3 separate regions of the Mus musculus genome follow, and all the other regions are linked to region 2. A link is a contact called in public promoter capture Hi-C data. All regions are on one chromosome and are shown on one strand. Each heading gives the region's core, a stretch centred on a gene start, on an enhancer-like site or on the middle of the called end of the contact. The rest is flanking DNA. Distances are from core to core; before and after follow the strand shown. Region 1 holds the start of Slit3 (slit guidance ligand 3). Region 2 holds the start of Pank3 (pantothenate kinase 3). Region 3 has its middle 39 kb from the start of Slit3.

What was found. Promoter capture Hi-C pulls out the DNA fragments that hold promoters and counts their contacts.
Region 1: a promoter capture Hi-C map of 3T3-L1-derived adipocytes shows a contact between it and region 2, with 4 times the contacts expected there. The contact joins the promoter of Slit3 here to the promoter of Pank3 in region 2. A contact is called at or near these places in 7 of 39 promoter capture datasets (the 3T3-L1 cell line, 3T3-L1-derived adipocytes, the HPC-7 cell line and 4 more), 1 of 484 Hi-C or Micro-C datasets (embryonic stem cells) and 7 of 115 datasets of contacts at active chromatin or transcription factors (the NIH/3T3 cell line, astrocytes, embryonic limb bud and 3 more).
Region 3: a contact with region 2 is called in a promoter capture Hi-C map of trophoblast stem cells, with 4 times the contacts expected there. The contact joins the enhancer-like site here to the promoter of Pank3 in region 2. A contact is called at or near these places in 4 of 39 promoter capture datasets (the 3T3-L1 cell line, hippocampal neurons, second pharyngeal arch cranial neural crest and 1 more), 4 of 115 datasets of contacts at active chromatin or transcription factors (embryonic stem cells, large pre-B cells and trophoblast stem cells) and 1 of 9 other capture datasets (embryonic stem cells).

The regions. Positions count from the first base shown.
Region 1 is chr11:35,118,867-35,123,206 of GRCm38.p6, forward strand. Slit3 (slit guidance ligand 3) reads left to right here and starts at 2,590. Exons shown (of 36, transcript NM_011412.3): 1 at 2,590-2,845. The coding sequence starts at 2,649.
Region 2 is chr11:35,767,550-35,772,029 of GRCm38.p6, forward strand. It overlaps Pank3 (pantothenate kinase 3), which reads left to right and starts at 1,946. Exons shown (of 7, transcript NM_145962.2): 1 at 1,946-2,398. The coding sequence starts at 2,371.
Region 3 is chr11:35,080,412-35,084,759 of GRCm38.p6, forward strand. No RefSeq gene overlaps it. Among named protein-coding and RNA genes, the nearest start is that of Slit3, 39 kb to the right of the region's middle. Within about 2 kb of position 2,815, at least 17 of the 459 cell types and tissues checked have an H3K27ac peak or open chromatin away from gene starts, as enhancers often do. A contact at or near this core is called in trophoblast stem cells, where this site is marked.

The DNA of each region.
Region 1 (4,340 bases), core at 1,340-3,839, 650 kb before region 2:
TCCAGGAAAGCTTTTTGTGAGCACCAGAAGGAGTTAACTGGAAAACTAAAGTCAGCAAACCTGCAGCGAATCTCCAAGAAGGGGCAGAGTAAAGAACACCCTAGTCGTTGCTGGGGAAACCCTGTCCCCTAAGAAGACACATGTTAGACCCAGCCATTGCCAGAAGACAGTGGATGTAAAACACCCAGATTAGGTGATTTCTAAGGGTGTCTCTGCCCAAGAAATGCAGGTCTCTGTGCACCCTGCTCGTCTGTGTACGCATGTCTATTTCACTTGCCCAGTACTTAAAGATGACTGATTCTGAAGAACTCCCATGATCTGTGGTCTGTTTTAGGGGCCTTCTCTGAGGAAGTAGCATATTTCAATGCCCGAGAAGTCATTTAAAGATCCAGTAGGCTCTCAAACTCCCATGCAGCTTAAATAGAAACACAGAGGCTTACCACTGTGCTCAGAGAACCCACCCAGGTCCAGGCTGCAGGGCTGCAGAGCATGCTTTTAGTATGCATGCATTTCAGCAAACAAAGACAACCCCGCTCTTTGCTGTTCCAGACAGTCTGAGATGCTTTTGTGCCCTTGGGACCTTGCCCGGTCCTCTCTCATCTGCCTCAGCCCTGGTACTAAATTGGTTCAAGGTTTGTAGGAAAGCTTTGGAGGACTGAGGCAAAGGCATGTTTGGAGTTCTTTAATGCTGAAGTCACCATCGGAAGCAGAGCCTAGCTCTTTTCTGGCCACCAGAGGGCGATGGCGGCAGCAGCTGGGCAGAAACAGTTCCCAAGAATAACAGCAGAGAACTGAATCTCACGTGTGTGCTGGGGTTGGGGTATAAGTGTGTGGGGGTGGGGGGGGGGAGCTGGGGGGCAATTGAGTCCTTAGAGCTAAGTCTCTGAAAATATGCTAGCTATAATAAAATAAAATTTGCACCTCAGCTATATATTTACAGTGTGTAGTCAAGTAGCTAAAAGTTTCCTTTAAGGAAAATAGAAGAATCTGAGTAGCATTCATATGAGGGAAAAGAGAGTTCTCAGGCGCATAGTGGTTAGTGGTATGTGAACATACATGTTCTTCTCTGTATGTGACTGCATATTTTTTGTGTGTGAAAGTGCATGTGTTTTATAGTTAAGAGTATAGGGGTGTGGGGGGGTGTAGTGTGTGTGTGTGTGTGTGTGTGTGTGTGTGTGTGTGTGTGTGTAAAACCAAGGCTATTTCAGACCTTTCCAGTACAAGAGGATCTCAAGGAAGTCTGGGCAATATTTCCTCCAGTTCCTGCCCCTTCCCTTCAAACAAACAAACAACATCATTCCTACAAGTATGTATGGAGCCTGTAACATGGCCCTTCCCCACCGGCATCTGGAAAAGCTCAGACCAGCCAATTTAGAGCAGGCACTGGCAGAATGAAGGCAAGGCTGGGGAGGAGGGGGATGGGGAATAGGTCCCTTGCATGCTACTGCACTATTTTATAAAATCACGTTCTTTTCTTTGATGTGCAAGGGAAGTCTGTCAGAACGGTGGCACCTTGAAATAAGGAAATAAAGGTCCGCAGGTGACATGATTGCCCCTTAGTCCCCTAGACAGGAAGCAGATGAAGTGATGGTGTCAATACCGGGGTCCAAGTTCTTACATTTACTACAGAGAGAGAGAGAGACAGAGAGATAGACAGACAGACTGACTGACTGACTGACTGACTGACTGTGACTGTGTGTCTGTGTAGTGTTCTCTAATCTGTAAGTCCTCTAGGAAATAGTTGTTGGCCTTAGCTGTGAACACTAATTAGGGTAGGGGCAAAGTTTCCACGGATAAATGTGTCAGGGTACAGAATGCCTAGTAGCTGTATGGTCTCGGATAATCATTTCACTTAGTCCAACTTTGACTCTTTCACCTAAAACATGAAGCCTAGTTTCTGATGCTCCCATGTGGGTATTCTGTATCCAGCTCGGTGACTGAATTAAAAAAAAAAAATGAAGCCACGAGGTTTATCAGTTCTTGGCTCCCAAGAATAAATGAATTTCAATGTTTCTTTCCTGGCGGCCCGGGCTGGCCAAGTCCCTTTCCTTCCCAGTTGGGTCTCTCTAGCTCCCCTGCTGCCTCCTCCCTACAGGCTCTTGGTTGCTCCAGCAAAGTTCCCAACTTAGTCGACGTGACGCTCAGCGCAGCCAATGGGAGGCGGAGCTGGTGTTTTGGGAGGGGGGCGGGAGGGGCCGGGCCCCGCGTCTCCGGTGTCTACCCTGCTCAGTGAATGGAGAAAGCGAGCGCCGGCTAGCTCTCCGGACCACTCCGTGCCCCAGCCGCCTCTGTGCTCCGCAGCCCAGCCCTGAGCCGGACTTCCCGGGGCACGGTGCTCCCTGGCGCTCAGTCCAGGACCCAGACAGAGCCCTCACCTCTACCGGCGACCCAGAGGGACCCGAGGGCGCTCGGTACCTGGGCACCGTGAGTGATGCGCAGCGGGGCAGCGCCAGCCCCACGGATGGAGCTGCTGCCGCCGCCGCCCGGCGCGCCCCGCTCCGCCCGCACCCCGTGCGCCTGAGCGCCGCGCCCGCCCCTCCTCCGCGCTAACTCCGCCGCCCGCCCCCCAGGCCGCCCGCGCGCCTCCTCGGGCTCCTCGTGTCCCGCCTCGCCAGGCATCCTCCTCTGGGTGCGGGCGCTTGTGCACCATGGCCCTCGGCCGGACCGGGGCCGGCGCCGCTGTGCGCGCCCGCCTGGCGCTGGGCTTGGCGCTTGCGAGCATCCTGAGCGGACCCCCTGCTGCCGCCTGCCCCACCAAGTGTACCTGCTCCGCCGCTAGCGTGGACTGCCACGGGCTGGGCCTGCGCGCCGTTCCTCGGGGCATCCCCCGCAACGCAGAGCGCCTGTGAGTACCCACCCCGCCCGCCCGCTCAGGCCACCCACCCGGCTGGCTCCTACAGAGTCGCCCTCAGGGCGCAGGTCCTTCTTTCCTCTCCGGTGCATGGGGGACGATCCCTACTCCCCTACCCCTGCTGTCAGACACGCTCAATAAGTTGGGGGTGGCGTGGCTTTGGGCAGGTGTGGAGAGAAGTGTACGAGTTGCCCCCGCGATGGGACCGCGTAGTGCCTCCCTGGTTGAGGGCACCGGGGGCTTATCCGCTGACAGATCGGGAGAATAAAGCTAGCAGAAGGCTAGCGCGGAGGAGTGGGGGGGTGTCAGAGAGCGTGGTGGTCTCAAGGTTTGGGGTTGGGTATGAGGGGTCCATTACCCCTTGCTTCTTAAAGAGGGAGAGGCGAGGTAGCAAGCTAGACGGAGATGGGGAGTTTCGATCGCAGAGACCTGAGAGCCTCCTTCCCGGACCCCCTCGCCCCCCCCCCAAAAAAAAAACCTGCGACCCTCCTGGAGATCAGAATGGGCCAGCTGCTGTGTGGCTGTCCTTGCTAGGAAAGTTGAGTGTGTACGAAAGAGGTCTTAACTTCTGAAAAACCGGACGGATTCTGAGTGGGTGCTCTCAACACCCTCCCTGCCTGGAGTGCAGCATTGGGGATGCCAAGTTGCAGCCCGGGTGAATTTTTTATGGCCGGGTTATAAATGCCTCCCCAAACGGGCCGGAGAATGGAAATGCTGACAGCCCTTTAAATGAGACCTAGCGCTATAATCTTACAAACCGCACTCAGCCTCGGATCCTGGGGTTGGCAGCTAGCGGAGAGGCTCTTGGAGAGTGGGGTGGATTGACCCTCGTTTTAACCCCAATTGTGCAACCAAATATTTACTTTTCTTATGTCAGCGTTTTGGAAAGATTTATCATTTTGATCCTCACGACCAAATTCAAAATTTGGCCTCCGGGGGTGGGCTCCTTTTAGTCCACAGTTGGGGGCGGGGTGAGGGAGTATGGAGCCCTGGTGGTGGAGGGAGCTGGAGCCTCTGAGTGGGTGAAGGCTTGCCCTAGTCACAATTCCAGCCATTGCACTGCCCAGTTGCTCTCTACCCAGCCTGTCTCAGGGTTAGCATACGGGTCTTCTTCAGTCCTGCCTACTTCAGGTCAGGAAAGAGCCGGGTTGTCCTAGCTGCCCACCACTGTTATCACCCCTACCGCCTCCCCACACCTCCCCCTTTCTTCTTCTTGGCTGTCTAGGCAGAGACTTCCTAGAAATGCTTTCTTTATTCTGGGTGTTTTCTTTTGTTTGTTGTTTTCAAAGTGCAGTGATTGTTCTGTTGTTTAGACTGTAGAAATTCTGGAGGGCTGGCCCTGAGTCTTCATTAACACCAGGAAATTAGGATCAGAAATGCAAACCGACCTGCCCAATAAAACAGGGCAAATATGCCACCAGAGAAAGGGGCTGGAATCCAGGCATCCACACCTTCATTCAGGTTTTGTATTAGACCCTATTTGTGAAAA
Region 2 (4,480 bases), core at 696-3,195:
CGCCTGCCTCTGCCTCCCAAGTGCTGGGATTAAAGGCGTGTGCCACCACCGCCCAGCAAAACAAAGGTTTTTTTAAACCAGGAATTTCCAGGGCTAAGGGTAAGCAATAGCTTTTCTGGATTTGGAGTATTCCCATCAGCTCTGGTTACCACACAAATTTGTTTCAAGAAATAATCTTGGGGTAAGAACAAAGGCAGAAAATAAGACAGGGTTTCTTTGTGTAATCTTGGTTGTCCTGGAACTCACAGAGATCTGCCTGTACCTGCCTCCCCAGAACTAGGATTAAAAGTATGGGCCACCATCGCCCTGGTCCTTTCTTATCTCCCCCTTTCCAGCCCCCAATAGGGTGTCTCTGTGTAGCCCTGGCCTTCCTGGAACTTGATCTGTAGACCAGTCTGGCCTGGAACTCAGAAATCTGCCTGTCTATGTTGGGATTAAAGGCATGAGCCACTACCACACACCTGGCTTCTCTCTCTCTCTGCCCTTGCTTTATCAACTGTTTCAGTCTGTCTTGTGTTGCCTATATCTAAATACTTGAGACTTGGTATGTTATGGGGGAGGAGGGTGTTTAGTTACCCTTTGGAGGCAGGGGTGGTCTGACAAACATTACACGGTAAAATCCAAAGAAGAATGTCAAGTGAATCTGAAAGTCGCCAGAACACCAAAGCTAACTTTCCATTATATCCACCAGTACACAGTAATTAAACCAGACCTGCCAGACCCAACTCATTCCCATAAGCTCTAACCTAGTCCCATGAGATGTAATACAGTCTCTAGAGAAAGTCATTGATCAACCGCAAGACTGGTGTCCCCATTACCCAGTCACTTCCTGAAGGCCCCACCTTCTCACACTACTTCATTGAGAAATGAAGCCTCAGTGTGAATTTTGGCTTAGAGCAACTAAATCCAAACTATAGCAATCAGCAAAGGCAGGACAGCAGAGCTCGCCAGTTAGATTGTTTCTTGGAATGCTATCTTCCAGGGCCAACTCCCCAGGGGCAAGCACATGGAGGTTCCTACCAAGCCACATATTGTCAATGACTGAATTCTTTGCCATCTAAGACATAAAAGTGGAGGAGAGGCCATGTCCTTGATACCATCTCTTCCTTTTCCGATGGATGATCTCAAATCACAAGAGGCGTAGAGAAAAGGGTATCCTGGGTTTATTCTGAGAACTGGTGCATCTAATTCTTTTCTCTGAAAGTCACTTTCCTCTTTATAATGAGGAGCTAGACTAGAGAGATCCTGTGAGGAACCTGAAAGGCATGTGCTTTCAAACGTTTTGTTTTATGAGACAGGGTTTCTCTGTAGCTCTGGGTGTCCTGGAACTCGCTCTGTAGACCAGGCTGGCCTCGAATTTCCAGAGATCTGCCTGCCTCTGCCTCCACAGAGTTCAGGGATTAAAGGCGTTGCACCACGACCATACTACAACTTTCAAGTGTTTCGACTGCCTCGTTCCTGCCGTATCTTCACAGTAAATAAAACTCGCATGTGACTCAAAAGGCTGCTAGACTACATTACATTAAATAATAATTATGTAGCAAATGTTACCATCTTTAGTGACCTTCCAACCCCAATATTCAAGGTGTTCCTTTAGCGGATGACTTATCTCATCAAACGTATTCAGTGGTCTGGACCCCTGAATTTTGACACAGCCATCACAGGGAAAAACCATCAAGAGGAAAATCTGCGACTGCGTGACAGCCACAGCGCCCTCAGAGTTCACAACCCCTCTCTTCTTTCAGCCGCTACGAGACCAGAGCCCGGGAATTGCCAGGACCGCCCACGGCTTGCTACCATTGGCGGCCTCCTTGCTGGCGTGACTAAGGCTCCGCCTCTTCCCCGCTGGGACCACTCTGAGGCGATCTCCGGAAGCGGAGGGGGGCTAGAAATAGGGGTCGAGAGGCATCCTGGGCTTTGTAGTCCGCCTGAGCATCTGCCGCAGGAGAGTGGAGCCTCACTCTACGGAGAACTACAACTCCTAGCAGCCCCGCGGAGAGCGAGGCGAGGAGGCCTGAGTCACGTGGGCGCTGGGCCTGGGCGGGCTATTTCTCAGTGCGGCGGCGGCGGCGGCGGCGGCTCGGGGGACCGGGGCCTTTTGTTCGGAGCGGCTGCGGGGGGCCACGGAGCGGCGAGGCCCGCGGCCTTCCCCGGCTCGCTCGGTCCCGGCCGCCCCTTGCGGGGTTGCTGGGCCGCCCCGTGGGCCGCCTGTGGCCTCAGGCGCCGCCGCCCCGCCCTAGGCCCGCCCCACCCGGCCTGAGGGGAGGAACCGGCCGGGCCTCGCCGCGCGGCCCAGCCAGCTCCGGAGTATTCACCTCTCCTCGCTGAGCTCTGCACCCGAGGCTACCCCTCGCGCCTTAGGCCGACGCCATGAAGATCAAGGATGCCAAAAAACCCTGTAAGATGGGACCGGGGACCCGTGGGTTGGGAAGACGGGCCTTGGAGCCTCTGGCGGAGCGGCCCGCTTTAAGCTCGCGACTGTTCTCGGACGCCAGCCAGGGAGGGAAGGGAGGGATCGCTGCAGCCCCAGGTTGCAGGCGGCGGGCTTCCCCACCCCCATGCATGAGGGCCAGGCTCCTGCGGTCCCCCTGCCCGCTGCTCTCTTGCTCCTGCAGATCTGGGAGGTGCACGGGAGAATCTTGACTCGGGTTTTACCAAAATGGGAGCACAGCTACCAGGCCCCTCTTGAAAAGAGGTAGTCATGGCTGTCAGATAGGGGTTGGTACACCACCTCCCTCCCATTTTCCCCAGTTTCTGGGTTTCCTGCGCGTGTCCTTGAAGTCCAGGTGGGTTCCTGGGAGTTGTCAGCCTTGCATTTGGAGCTGTTCAACGCTTGTGCATGTACTCTGCCTGTAGATAAATTAATGGCTTGGGCAGTTTAGAAAATCAGCTGGTTTTGTGTTTTAGGGAGCAGATAAACACCAAGGTTAAACATCGTATTTCAGCTATTTCGAACACATTAATATGGTGATAAATACCTCGAGCTTTTTTCTGTAGTTGTACATGCATATACATGCAAAGGTTCTAACCCTGTTATGAGAGACACATCAAGGTTCACAAGCTGTCTTTTAAATGCCTCTTATTCCTGCGGTTGGCTTGTTTATTGGCTCAGTCTTTGTGAATGTTGTTCTTTCATTCTCTACTAACTGGGCATGTGGGGATCTGTGTTCCTGTCATAGAGGTTTTACAGATTTTAGTGTTTTATGCCATCTACAACTGCGCCTAGAGGTCAGCTGTAAAGGGGGCATGAACATCTTCCCTGCCTGTTCCCATAAACCTCACAGACTCAGCTTCCAACGCAGTCCAGAAACATTTACTTAAAACGTGAGAGTTCTCAGTGCTTAAAGATGAGGAAAGAGAACTTTGCTTCAGTGACTTTTAGTCCCCTCCTTGTACTGGCTCAAAGTGCAGTGCTGCTTCCCTTCCACCTACAGGGCATGGTCCTTAAGAGACAGTGTTTGTTTGTTTTTAGATTATCTGCTTATAGAAAGCATTAATGATGCTTTCGTTTCGTTTCGTTTTGTTTGTTTGTAGACAAGATTTCTCTGCAGCTTTGGCTGTCCTGGAACTCACTTTGTAGACCAGGCTAGCCTCTAACTCAGAAACCTGCCTGCCTCTGCCTGTCTAATGCAGGGATTAAAGGCGTGTGCCACCACACTAACTTTTTACTTCAAATCTGAACCAGGGTGTGGTGGTACACAGCTTTTACCCCAACATTCAGGAAGCAGAGACGAGTAATCTCCCCAAATTCTGAGGCCAGTTGGAGTTATGTGGTGAGATCTTGTCTCAGAAAAACAAAAACAAAAAAAGGAAGTCTGAAACAGTGACCACGTTTACATTTTCTGGGATAAATTAATGCACCTTAGGCTAGCATGGTGGCTCACATTTGTGATCCCAACTCCAGTACCTTCCTTCAGTGAACTTTCTCTGCTTGTTGTAGAATTTACATTTGGTTGATGGGACTTGGTGACTTGTGCCTTTAATCCCATGAGAGGCAGGCAGATCTCTTGAGTTCAAGACCAGTCTGGTCAACAGAACTAGTTTCAGGACAGCTAGGGCTACATAAAAAGTTCTCTCTCCAAAAAAAAAAACAAAAAAAAAAAAAACAAAAAAAAAAACAATCACTTTTATCATCTAAGTTGAATTATGTGTTAATTCATCTCCAGGAAAGAAGTAAGCGAATCAGGCCCTTCTCTCCCTTGAGGAACTTGGCCTCTCTGAGTTTTTAAGAAATTTATACATGTCCACGTTGTATGTTGCTCAAGGCCCATCTCACCTTTTCCTACATGATTTCCCCCCCACCCCCTGCATCCCTTTGCCTCCCAAGTGCTTGGTTTAAAGATGTGTGCCACCACAATTGGCCCACATATTTCTTTCTTTTTTTATTAATTTATTTAGTGTATAGGAGTACACAGTCTCTATCTTCATGCACACCAGAAGAGGGTGTCAGATCTCATTACAGATGGTTGTGAGCCACCAT
Region 3 (4,348 bases), core at 1,565-4,064, 690 kb before region 2:
TCATTCCTGGAGGTTGAAGAATAGGTCAGTGTTTCTAAGGCCATGTTTTTAAAACAGGGGCTGTAGTGAGGGCTGGGCTCATCAGATTTTATACAACTTAATTTGCCCCCTGTACCTTCGATCCCCTTTGGATATTTTTAGAAATTCTGTATCCAAACAAATCTCTGGGAGGAAAATTTATACTCCCACCACCACCACGTGTGTGGTGTGCACTGGAGCAGAAAAACAATCAGACATACATTCGACAGAGGAGAAAACAGCAGAGGGAGAGTCCCTGTGCAAGGCATCCAGAGGGAGCCAGCCCATCAGTTGCTTGCCTTGCAAACGACTGTTTCGTATTTGTGGTGGACCAGCAACAGCGAAGAGTTTACAGCCTCTAAATTAGGACAAAAGACTTAGAAAAATATTCTTAATAGATAATTCAGCTGAATGTCTCAGGGCCTAAGAGAGCTCAGCAGGAGACCCTCAGAATTGGTTTCCTGTAATCTGACAAATCTACCCTGATCAGCAGGCTCTCATTACCAATTCCCCGCACACATTTCATAGTCTCACACTCAGGGAGATCCTGAGTCACCAAACTGTAAGGACAAAGACCCACCGAGTGTTCAGCCATCAGCATATCCAGTGGCTTCTTGGGAAATAAACCCTTACCCTTAGGTTACACCAAGCAGCACCTTTTAAAGTATCAGTTCCTACTGTCCTGCCTGCCTAATGTGGGGTACATTACTATGGCAGAAGGAAAATATCATTTTCCACACTCTTTTCTGATAAAGGAGCTGCAGCCAGGTGTGGCATCTCCCTGAGAGGGTCTGTGCGAGTTTAGATTTTGTAAGGGGTTAGGTGGAAGAAAAGAAGGGGGTTCTCTGTGAAAGAGTCACATGAGAGAGAAGACTCCAGTGATCTAAAAAGGCAGAGGTCAAGAAGAAAGAGGCAAGATAGAATACCATGCTCTTTCTAGACGGGCAGTTGCCCTTTCTTCTAGCCCCTCTCTGTGCTGCTGAGCTTCCCTGATGCTCAGAAACGCCCCCCTGTAGCCCGGGGCACAGTCTCACAGAGCTCAGTCTTCTGGAAAACTGATCACTTCCCTAACAGCTCACTCCTTAAGGTCTGGCTCCTGTGTCAGGTTCCTTTGTCTATTGGACCTGATCAGGACAGACCATCCTTCTGGGAGAAAGCACTGACTGACCTGGCAGTAGAGTGCTTACTGGAAACAATTCCTGTTTCTGACCTAGTATCATACCTAGTATGGCTACTTCACTACCCTCCACCCCTGTCCCCGCTACTGTCCCAGGATCACCCTCTTTCTCTTTTCGTGAAGAATTTAAGACTCAAGATCAAGTAATGGTGTTCCAATATAGAATGCAATCTTTGAAGAAGACTTTTTACTTTTGTTCTTTTGTGTGAGAGCTTGTTGTTGTTTGAGACTGAGTCTTGCTATGTAGCTGTATGGTCTGGAACTTGTTATGTAGACCAGGCTGGACTCTAACTCACAGAGATCTATCCATCTGCCTCTTGCCTGGAGTACTGGAATTAAGTTGTGTACCACTGTGATTGGCCCACTAAAGAAGTTACTTGAGTGCTCAGAAACTTGCTAATCTTAAAGGTAAAATATGATCAATAACAGAACCTACTTCACAGAACTGTGAACAACGCTGTGATCTGTGAGGTGTGATGTCAACATCGCATTAGTTAGCCCACTCTTTGTTAACTTCTCCTCCTCCTGTTCTTTTGCCTTCATTTTTCTTATCATGAGGTCAGCTTCATTTAGTCCACAGATATTTACAGGGTAACTCAAAATAGATCTGTACCCAAAATGATTGTCCTATCTACTTACCAGAGGGAACAAAAGATCTGAGATATGAACCTGGCTTTGACAGCATGGATTCCACTGAGTGATCAATGTGGATAATATAAGAACTTTACTGTAGGTAAGCACAATTGCCCAACTCAAAGAGTATGGGACAACGTGCTGAGCAGAGTGAGTTCCCCAAGCCTGAGAAATCTTATCAGACAAGTTGAGAGGAGAAGGCATTCTAGATTGGCCAACAGCACCAACAGCGCACTTTAAATATGAAACCACCTAATGAGTCCAAAGGTCAGTGAGTAGGCAAGGTGACTCAAGTGTCTTGTGTGTTATGTATAGCAGTGGTGGATGGCTGAAGGAAGCCCTTACTCCAGGAAACAAGCTTGTGGGTATCCTTATAGTAGAGCCCACTGGAGTCACGGGATAAGTATGTCTCTTCAACTTACTTGCTAATTTCAAGCATGTTATCTGTCCATTTAAAAAAAAATTGAGATGTAATATGGAAGAGACTGCAGAATTTGCCTAGCAAATTTCAATTAATAGCATTGACAAATATCTTGCATTCCAAAGATATCATTGTTAAGATTCTTGTTGCTAGGATAAAATACCATGACCAAAAGCAACTTGATGAGCAAAGGGCGTGTTTCAGCTTATAGCTTACAGTCCCTCATCCAGTAAAGTCAGAGGAACTCGAAGCAGAGCCTGGAGGCTGGAACTGAAGCAGAGGTCATACTTCTGTTCAATAAGAGTGATGCTTACTGGTTAGCTAAGCCCCTGTGGCTTTTCTCAGCCTGCTTACTTATATACATCAGGACCACCAGCCTAAGGGTGAGACTGGACAATGGACTGGGTTCTCCCACACCAGTCACTAATTAAGAAAATGCCACATGGGCTTGATAATAGGCTAAGTACGAAGGCGTTTTCTTAACTGAGATTCCCTCTTCTCAGTCCCTTTAGCGTGTGTCAAGTTATCAAACACTAGCCAACACAAAGGGAAGCCTCATTACAGAACTCGGTCACCTGATCCTGAGATGACTCACAGCTAAGAGGAGAGTTTCTAGTGGAAGAAGTTGTGACTCAGAATGGACCCCACTTTTTCTGTCCGAGCCCTTTTTTTCGGGTTTCATCTACAGAGAAGATGAAGTTGTAAGAGAAGCTCTTTTTGCCTGAGGTTACAAAAGCCTTTACCTGTGGTTCTCCAATGTTTCTTATGTAAAAACTAAGGGATGGCAGGAAGTGTCATGGTGTGTGCATGGAGACTAAAAAACGTGTGTTTACTGAAGGGTTAATTAAAGCAAGGGAGGTTTGTGGGAAGCAACAATGAATGAGGAATTCTTAGGAGGCTGATTGATAGGGTAGGAGGGGCTGATTGTAAACATTCTCATAGACAATGCTAAGGAGTTGGATGTCACCCTGCAGGTGATGAACAGCCAGAGGATGGAAACATTGATTTTTATTTTAAGTAAAGGACTTTGGAAGGGATTTGTGAAGGCACTAGAGAAGTGCTGGTCTGAAAGCAAAGAAACCAGCAGGTAGATTATAGCAGCGTCATACATATAGTGTCCCTAATACAACCACCCTCCTCCTGTGTCTGTGATATTCTTTCAAAATGAAACTTTCACACTGGGTCACAAACTGAATATAGTGGCTTCATCGCTGGTGAGTTTTCTGTGCCGTATAAAAGCTTCAACTCCAGTGGTCCTGAATCCAGGCATCATTTGTGGAATGTAAAAGCTTAAGAGAGAGTCCGTCTCAGGGCTTCCAATGAACGAACGTTGCTATGGTTGTGATTCCTCCCCTCCCTGTTTACATCTTCAGCAATACTTTTCTCTCACACTAATGATATAGGGGGGGGGGGGCATTTCCATAAGTCTAGGGTGGCCAGTGCATGCATGGACCCAATGGCAGTTAGGAGTCCAAGATAAGAGTTATGGAGCTGCAAGTTCAGGGTCCAAATGGGTCCCAGGGGAGCAAGGAAAGGCCACTTGACCTGTGCAACATACCACTCTGTAGCAGAGCAGAGGGATAATTGAGAATAAATCACTAGACAACAAGCTCCAGGCATCTCAACCATATAAGCCCCCCCCCCCCAATTAACAGAGCTGCAAAAGACTACATCAAATGTTCAACATCACCATACAGCAGTGCAATCCCAGCATGTGGGAAGATGGCTACAAGTTCATGGTCAGCCTGGGCTGCAGGATGTGATGGTAGTTGCCCACTTGACAGAACTTGGAATCACCTGAGAAATGGTCTCCTGGTTGCATTAATTGTTGTGGGAGTGCCCACCTGCTGTGTGTGGCACCATTCTCTGGCTGGAAGCTTGGATTACAGAAGCTAAGACAGAGAACTGAACAGCTACCTACATCCATCCATGTCTGCTTCCTGACTAGATGTGCTGCCAACTGCTCCAAGACTACATCTTTCCTGTTGCCTCTACTTCTCCTGCCATGATAGACTACATCCTTGAACAATAAGCAGACAGAAACCTGTTCTCCCTTGAGTTGCTTTGTCAGGGCATTTTATCACTGAAACAGGGAAACA